Linked DNA regions of Mus musculus: all the other regions are linked to region 2. A link is a contact called in public Hi-C and promoter capture Hi-C data. All regions are on one chromosome and are shown on one strand. The core of a region is the stretch at or near the end of the contact, and the rest is flanking DNA. Distances in the headings are between cores, read along the strand shown.

Region 1 (2,859 bases), core at 113-2,612, 160 kb before region 2:
TCCTACATTGCTCTGCCACATTGTTCCCTGATAGTTCCTGCCACCACCTGGATCAGGTACTGTCTGGATCCACAGAGGGCTTCTCTTCTTCCGGTGAAGGGTGATGTACATAAGATCATGGCGATGGTAGTTGCACCTAAATTTTCCTCTTGGTGTTCCTCCTAGGAATTATTTCTAGAAAACTGCTCCTGTCTGACCACAAGGACTGTGAGCATAGCCTGTTTTTATTTCACCATGGCTACTAGGAAACTCACAGCTCAAACGTTTTGTTCAACCACAATGACTGTTCTTAGCCCAGGTTGCTGTGGCCTTCTGTGTCACCTGCCTTCCCCATTCGTGATGTAAGACTCCCCACTCACAGGTTTCACTTGCTAACTTTTAGACTCAGCTGCTTTGAATGCTTTGGGGGAAATACTGGAGCCTGCGTGGAGCCTCTACATTTCAAAGGTCCTGTTTGAGGGTTAAAAAACTCCAAAATAAACTCTTTGAGATGAATACAATATATTAATGGGGAAAAATGTCTCTCTCTAGTCAAATTTAAATTCACATTTAGGTTCTGGTGTATAACCCCAACGAGATTTTCTTCATCTCACACGAAGTTAACTTTTCACGTACCTTTCGAGATAAAACCACAGACAAAGCAATGAGGGAAAATAAATTGGAAGGAAAAAGAGACAAAACATCTCCTGTACTCTTACTTGAGATGACCTTGGGAAGCAGCTGGGTTTGCTCAACTGTGATAATAGAAGTCAGACCGGACAGCTTAGACAGCCGAAATGGGAGTTCCTCCAGGTTGTACGTCTCCGAGGTGGGAGGAAGTTTAGCCCCTTGCAAGGCAGCGTCTTGCAGAGTTTTCAGGCAGCTGTCTCTCCCCTGTCCCTCCATCTAAGACTGTGCCCTAAGCTTTTTCAGAATGCCATCAGTCACTCCAGTGAATGCCCTGAATTTCCATTACCTCTTTAATGACCTTAATCTCAGGTATGGTTTAGTGGTAAAATACTGCCTAGCATTTGCCTATTCCCCACCTCCACCCCCAATCTCTCTATCTTCAGCCTTCTTCTGAGTCAGGGCTTCCCCATGCAAACTTTGCAGCCCATTGGAGTGGCATAGGGAAGACTGAGATTTCAAAAGCAAGGCTCTTACCTGCAACCCTCCGCTCTGAGATTAAGTATGCCCTATGTATAAGTAGTAACCCGGATGTGGCACTCACCACATAGTCATGGTATAGCTGCTGACCTGGTTAAACCTTACAAAAACTCTGAGAACCCAACGGTGGGTTGTCCCTTTGGCAGGGGTGAACCAAGGCACGGCTGCAGTTCAAGCAATATACGTAGCTCCCTGAGAGCTGGGCCCAGGATGCGTGGTTTCTACCACAATACTCTGCTTCCTCCTCATCAAATGGCTGCCTGTCACCATGATTGTGCTGAGCCCCTGAGTCTCAGTGCTCCTCATCCTTGAGCAAGAAGGAGGAGGTGCCACCATCTGGAATCAGGAGAAGATGTTTGGGTTGGTTTTCTTAAAATTGAGGCAGATTGTCAAGTGGCCATACAGTGTCTGGGGTGGACCTGCCACCCCAGAACAAGTGTCTGGTGACCCATGAGAATAACCAGAGCTGTAGGCAGCTGTTTCTTTCACACTGGGTGACCACTCCGATGTTATCTGGTGACACCTTGAGACTAGGTGAAATCACTGTTTGGTTTTGGTGAGATTTGTGTACCTTCCCCGTACACTGAAATCCCATATCTTAAACAAGAATACAAACTTCTAAGGTCACTCGCCATTTTAGCTTGTCCACCTATCGTGTGTTCCCTGTTTCCCTCTAAATAAATAAACTATAAATAAAATATAATTGGTGGGTTAGAGGGTTTGGTCGTGGAAATTGTGAGAGCGGGTCATCTTCTCATAGATTAAACTGTAATCAAATGAGATTTTTGTCCCGTGAAATGCTTCCAAGGTACAGCAGATGATCTGGTTATGTGTGGCGAAAGACCACAAGAAAGCTCCGATTCTATTAAAGAATTTGGGCACTTTCCCAGAACTGAAACGGGGCTGACCTGTATTTTTTTATATGTATGTCTTAGAAACCATGAGTCTGCAGCCAGTACCATTTAAAGACTTCTAAAATTATCAACGTCTTTTAAATTGAAATTGGTTCCTTGTCTCCCAAATATGACCGAGCTTAACATTAATTGTGAATCAGTTAATAGTTTAGTTTGAAATCGTGAACGCCGGTGGCTCACCCTTGCCCTTCGATCCCTTGCAGCGGTGGGCAAAACATAACCATCATGGGCAGAAATTTTGACGTCATCGACAACCTCATCATTTCACACGAGCTGAAGGGAAACGCAAATGTGAACATAAATGTAAGTTATACTAAACTGGGGGGGGGGGGGGCTGGAGGAAGGGTATGTTTCATTTCTACGACTTCGGCATTATAAACTTTTGCTTTCATGTGATCTATACTGTCTCTGCTGTGACGGAAAGATCTCATTCTTGGAGTTATTTGGGGTTGCCGCATAGAGGAACCAGAAAAGAATTTCATGTGTTAAGACCTGCCACGTTCTCCTCGTGCGACGCATGTAGCACGTTGCTTTAATCAGATAACACTTCTGAATAGGTGTGAAAGTCGTTGTGGATGGTTGGGGTGCTATGTACAGAGCCTGTGACAAGTATGTGGTCCAACAGCACCAAGGGAGGTCGGGGACCTGCTGAAGTAACATTCCTTCTCTTGTCATTGTCTCTTGGTCCTGTGGCCACTGTCTTCCGCCCCTCCCCCACTATGCTTCCCCATCCCCAGACTGTGGGAATTGTCTGGTCCCCCTAAGGGTTTAGTTCTCTGAGAAGAGCCTTGACGTTCTC
Region 2 (2,700 bases), core at 146-2,645:
ATTCAAGTTATATCACTAAGGGTTCAACAAATGTAGACCAAGGCTACTGCTAAGCCAAGGCTTAAAAACTTGTACTGTTTCACAATCTCTCAAATGTATGTAACTCTAAATTGCTATAATCTTTTTATTTAAGAATATTATTAAATACAGATTGCATACTTTATCTCATTAGAAAAGAAATACTCAAAGAGAAATACCCAGCATACTCCGGAATATGTAACAACCAAAAAGAACTCAAATCCATTTACAACTCTCCATAGTCTTGTGTGACAACAAAAACAATCAAAGTGTTCTAATAATTCTAGATAAAATTTATTTGAAATCTGACTACAAAAGGCAACAAATGTAGCCACCTATAAACTAAAAGCATAAATCTGAAGAGCTCCAACTCGCTCCAAACTCAGATTAACAGGCCACATTTACTTATGTTCTAGTTGAATATTAGACTTGTTTACGGTGATGTTGCTTGGTAACAGAAGCACGGCTTTAACAACCTACTCGGTACTTTAAATCTCAGTTTAGTACTTTATACTAACAGCCTGAACATATTATGAATTCACTACATATTTAAAAAAAAATCATCAGAACAAATTTAGCCTGATCCTCAACATGTTCGAGAAGAAAGTGGTCTGATAATTAGAAGGTAAGCAAAGACTTAAAGACACTTAAATGCCCTCTAGGGCATTTTTAAAAAGCCAAGAGTCTTTTTATCATAGTCAGAAACTGGACTAAGAACTTGCCAAAGTACCAAGCCCAAAATACACTTCCCACAGTTCAGACCTTACCTCAGCAACATCCGCAAACCTCACTGCTATGACTACCTTTAAGGACAAGGAAAATGATGACAGCGTGGCTTTTCCCCCACCAATTAACCTAGAGGTGCTTTACACTAACCCCATGACTCCGCTGGCTACCGTGCCGCAGTGCACCAAAGAGCCCCGAAAGGAGTTTCACGTGCTTTAAAAAAGAAAAAGAAAAGAAAAACCTTGCATCCAGAACTCATCTCAGGGCCTGCCTTCCTAACACCGGCTAACACTGCTTCACCAGGAAACAAAACCCGGGTCCAAGGGCGGGCGCGGAGTGCCGCAGGCTTCCAAGCAGACGCCCAGCACGCCTAAAAAGAAGAGAGGTGACTTACCAAACTCACACACGGTCCCCGCTGCTCGCCCCAGCACAGCAGCCGCGCTCGCCACCGGGAGCCCCCGGCACAGCTCCAACCACCGCCACCCACTCCGCTCTGCTCTCCCAGGCATTGGGGCCGAGGGCTCGGGACGGTCCCACCGGCTGGGGTGTGGGGCCCGGAGCGGTCCAAGCGGCCGCTGCCGCCGCGGGGCTGGAGGCGAACCGAGGAGCCGGACGGTCCGCGAGGGCACCCACGCCTCGGGAAAGGTTGAGGTAGCCCGGGAAACTCGGAGGGCTGAGAGGGCGGCGGCTGCAAGGCCGGCTCCTCCTCCGCGGCCCGCCCTCCTCGGCCGACACGCCGCCCCCTCAGCCCGCCGTCCGCCACTCCCGAGCGGACCGCGCGCGTCCCGAGCCCCGGCGAGGCGCGAGGCAGGAAGTCCCGCCTCCCCGTCCTACGTCATCAGCACCGCGCGCCGCCCAAGGTCCGAGCCGTTGGTGAGAGGAGCGGGCTGACGGTTACGCGGGTAGCTGTTGCCGCTGTGGGGGAAAAAAAAAAGTGAGGATGCCACTCTGGGACGTCCCTGTGGGCCGCACCGAAGCCCGCGAGCCCGGGGAACGGCAGATGTCACCTCACGCCCGACTCCCGGTGGGCTGAGGGACTCTGTGCCCTTGTCACACTTCCTTCTCGGAGGGCTTGGACGGTGCTCTTCGCCGCCACCTCTGTTCCCGCCCGCCTTGTCATCGTGCCTGCTGGGCGGATTTTCCGGGCTCTGGCACCCAGTCAGCCTGTGAGTGCGGAGTCGCCCCCAGCTTGCCACCAGGGAAGTCAGGTCAGGACCTCCTTCCTGCCCCAGGCCCATCCTGTAGGCCCGCCTGCTCTTAGGGGTAATATAACAGGGTGGGCTCCTGGTCTCCAGGCTGCAAACTAAATTGACACTTGGTGACAGCTTTGATAATATTTGTGACCTAAAAGCTAAGGTAAATTAGGCTTTTCGCGTTTCAGGGTGGGCGATGGGAGAAACATGCATCCCGTCTATACCCATGCTTGCTGAGTGCCTCCATACTGTGGCCTTGGATCGCCACAGTGCATTATGAAGCACAGCTTATCTTCACCTCTCATGAACATGCAGGAGATGACTAGATCCGGGCTCTGGGTAGAGTGGTAACTGAGCTGTCACCATTTTTTCTAGAAATGAGGGTGCATACTATTATGGGTAGGTTATATAAAGGAGGTATGTGGGAGACACATTCACGATCAGAATAGAGAAAGCAGAAGTCCTGTGTGTGTGAGAGACATTGACAGTAACAATTTGCTGAACAGTCCTATATCAAGTGCCGCAGCATTTTTATAGATTATCTTAATCCCTAGTTCTGTAAATTCAATTAGGCGTTACGGATTCCCCAGATCCTGAAATCAAATCAAATCATTTGTAACCAGTGGAAATATCCGTTAAAAAAATAAAATAAATTAAATAAAATAGAATCACTGGAAAGTGAGGAGAAGACTGGAGAGATGACTAACAACTGAAGAAAAACTTTATTTCTCAGAGAAGAGTAAATGCTAGATGAACATTTAAA
Region 3 (2,909 bases), core at 1-2,500, 240 kb before region 2:
CTTCTGCAGGGGAGCTATCCCCTGAGACATTGTCACACAGCTCTTCCCTCAGCCCCCTTCTGCATCAGCCTCCTGCACACCTTGGGTTCCTCCCATGACTCTGAATCCCTATGAAAATGTCCCCTTGGATGGCCCCATACATGTCATAAACTTAGCTGGAACCCAGTCGATGCTGTCTGTTCCAGAAGAACTGGAAGAACGTGACAACCTGAGCAGCTAATGAAGTCCCACTCTAACTTGAGTAAAAGGTTTGTTTGGTTTGTTTGGTTTGTTTTGTTTCCAGTTCTTTAGCTTGATGACGATGACTTCCTAATTATTGTCATGCACACGATGTCACTTGAGTCTCGCGGCAGTGCTGGAGCTAGGCGGGGCACGAGGTAGGGATGTGTCCATTGTACAATGTGGTGACCCGAAGAAACCCACTTGCCCAAATCAAGCAGACTGTCAGAGACTAGAAATTGGAATTCAGAGTCTTACTAACCGGGTCCCTGATGAATCACAAATAGCAAAGGATGGAGACCCTGTTTGAAAACAAGAGTAACCCAAGGGAACAGAATACAAGATGAACTGCCCAAGAGGGCATTTTATAAACCCGAGAAATTAATAAGCACCAGCTGCCATTCATTCGCCTTTGTCTTATAAGGAAAAACCAACCTCAGGAGTCTTCTTAGCACTGGGTTTGAGTAAAAAGCTCAACTCTCTCTCTCTCTCTCTCTCTCTCTCTCTCTCTCTCTCTCTCTCTCTTTCTCTCTCTCTCTCTCTCTCTCTCTCTCTCGGTCCCCAGCACTGGAGGCCCAGCTTTGTGGATATTTCCTGTGTGCCTTACTGCAGGAACTTCATTGGGTAGACCTTGTATGGCATCTTTGGTCACCTAGGAGGCAAAGCTGAGGCTGCCTTTTCATGTCCTAGAAATCATGACTGGTGCTCCCTTTGGACTTGTGCAGTGAACAGTGTGGACCACAGCTCTGGTGATCACTGCAGACAAAAATAGTATGACATGGCCATCAAACTACTAGATATGCTCACTACTCCTTATGTACTGGCCTGCATGCATGCACACACACGGGAACATGTCCATCAGCCCATGTCCTGTTCCCCACCCTCGATGGCCTGGTCCCAGGTTGCCATGTTGGGTCCAGACCTCTCAGTCTAATCATCATTTGAGAGAAGGGTGCTTTTTCCTCTGGCTGAGAGAAGTTTCCCCTCAGTGAGAGCTAAACTGTAAGCGTGCGAGTGGTTATGGTGAGACGCGGCAGGAAGGAGAAGTGGAGGGACAGCTCTGAGGGAACCGGGAAAACCCAGAGGGAGATGGGGCTTAGAGCTGAATCGAGATTGGATTTTGTCATGAAAGACAGAAGTGGCAAAAGCATCATTATGAGGCATTAACCTTGTTACACACAGACGAACAAGCAGAGGCAGGGACTCGGAGAGAAATTACACATAATAAACTAGGCAGAATGGGCTGAGAGCAACATTAGCAATTACACCCTAAGGGAAGAGAAGGGCAAAATAGAAGACAGGCCAGAGGCAGGAAGGAGTGAGAATAATTTCTGGACACAGGGGGCTGCTTGCACGATTTCCCCTCTTTTCTGCTTGACTCCCTAGGTATTAAGTTCCCGTTTGTGAGGAGGTTTCTCTGAGGCCCTCTTTCTTCTGTTTTTCCCTTTGCTAAAATGAGAGTAAGAAAAGCATTCTGAGGGTTCCTTTCTCCATTCACAGGGACCTGTCCATTTCTCTGTGTTTTTAGCACAAAAGAATCCATTTCCATTCATCCAGACCGGTCCTGGGAGCTTGCTGGGGGGTCTAAGCCTCTGCCCTCCTCTTTTCTCCCAGGCTCATAATTAGCCACAGAGTTCTGACTACTGCGAAGGGCCTCTTGGCTGGCCCACTGCTAGATCCAACAAGTTATGGTTGTTATTCCTTAAACAGTGATTTTCAGGAAATCCCATGGCAGCTACTGTGGTTAACTTAGTGAAAACTCTGTCCCCAAGAACCTAGGGCCCATTGTGTTTCTCCTGCGCTAATCTCCATGAGCTGGTTTTCGTCCTCCATCTTGGATTTAGTGGAAGCAAAATGTCTTCCTTTTTCTACGTGCATATCTTATGCCTCTTGTAACTGTATCCCAAGGGAGGGCATGAGAAAGATCCAACAGCTCACCTGCAGAGTTTTATCAGTGAGGAAACTATATAGCCAGGAACCCTTCCAGGGAGCTCCTTAAGTCTCACTGAGTAGCCCTGGGAATGGACAGCCATAGTTCTCTGTGAGATAGGAGGACAAATGCCTGGTAATGGTGACTGGAATCACCATTTGGTTGGACCAATTATGGCTTCTGTCTAGCTTGGGTTATTGTGATCTGAAGGAAATTTTAGAAGAACAGCTAGCTGTCTTGGGTGTGGTAGCAACTGTTTGCCTTTTTAAATAAGGTAGTGGCCACAAGTACAGCTTACTTGTGTGTAACTGTGTGTCAGGCATTTTACCAAACGAATTCATTTAGTCCTTATAAGAACTTAACAACTGTGAAGAAGAAATGTTATTACCAACCCTTCCACGATATAGAGCAGTAGTTCTCAACCTTCCTAATGCTATGACCCTTTTATTACACTGCTTCATGTACTGGTGACTGCCAACCACAAAAGTATTTAGTTGGTACTTCATAACTGTAATTCTGCTACTCTTATGAATCGTAAAATATCTGATATATGATTCCCCATCCCCACCCCTGTTGAGAACCACTTGTTATAGGGCTGAAACAATACATTTAAAGTCCCTTAGCTAGACAATAACAGGGCCCAGGCTCAACACAGGTATTGGGCTCTTTGTCTGGAAAGGTGGTAAGTACACACCGTATAGCACCCTGAGAATATCCATGTGCTAGGTAGTATTACTCATATGATCACTTAAAACCACCT

What was found. Promoter capture Hi-C pulls out the DNA fragments that hold promoters and counts their contacts. Hi-C and Micro-C count contacts between places; a contact is called where the count stands out from the background.
Region 1: a Hi-C map of Th1 cells shows a contact between it and region 2, with 1.7 times the contacts expected there. The contact joins the enhancer-like site here to the promoter of Cep83 in region 2. A contact is called at or near these places in 5 of 39 promoter capture datasets (frontonasal cranial neural crest, hematopoietic stem and progenitor cells, macrophages and 2 more), 3 of 484 Hi-C or Micro-C datasets (Sertoli cells, Th1 cells and natural killer cells), 2 of 115 datasets of contacts at active chromatin or transcription factors (the HPC-7 cell line and embryonic stem cells) and 2 of 9 other capture datasets (adipose tissue and liver).
Region 3: a contact with region 2 is called in a promoter capture Hi-C map of macrophages, with 6 read pairs. The contact joins the enhancer-like site here to the promoter of Cep83 in region 2. A contact is called at or near these places in 5 of 39 promoter capture datasets (the 3T3-L1 cell line, 3T3-L1-derived adipocytes, macrophages and 2 more), 1 of 484 Hi-C or Micro-C datasets (nephron progenitors), 12 of 115 datasets of contacts at active chromatin or transcription factors (the 230-238 cell line, acute myeloid leukemia, bone marrow-derived macrophages and 9 more) and 2 of 9 other capture datasets (adipose tissue and liver).

The regions. Positions count from the first base shown.
Region 1 is chr10:94,847,019-94,849,877 of GRCm38.p6, reverse strand. It overlaps Plxnc1 (plexin C1), which reads left to right. Exons shown (of 31, transcript NM_018797.3): 11 at 1-56; 12 at 2,264-2,363. Among named protein-coding and RNA genes, the nearest start is that of Plxnc1, 96 kb to the left of the region's middle. Within about 2 kb of position 1,362, at least 34 of the 459 cell types and tissues checked have an H3K27ac peak or open chromatin away from gene starts, as enhancers often do. A contact at or near this core is called in Sertoli cells, Th1 cells and hematopoietic stem and progenitor cells, where this site is marked.
Region 2 is chr10:94,687,485-94,690,184 of GRCm38.p6, reverse strand. It overlaps Cep83 (centrosomal protein 83), which reads right to left and starts at 1,395. Exons shown (of 16, transcript NM_029852.2): 1 at 1,139-1,395. Cep83os (centrosomal protein 83, opposite strand) reads left to right here and starts at 1,572. Exons shown (of 3, transcript NR_015524.1): 1 at 1,572-1,952.
Region 3 is chr10:94,925,387-94,928,295 of GRCm38.p6, reverse strand. The region is part of intron 1 of Plxnc1 (plexin C1); the gene reads left to right. Among named protein-coding and RNA genes, the nearest start is that of Plxnc1, 18 kb to the left of the region's middle. Within about 2 kb of position 1,250, at least 14 of the 459 cell types and tissues checked have an H3K27ac peak or open chromatin away from gene starts, as enhancers often do. A contact at or near this core is called in macrophages, where this site is marked.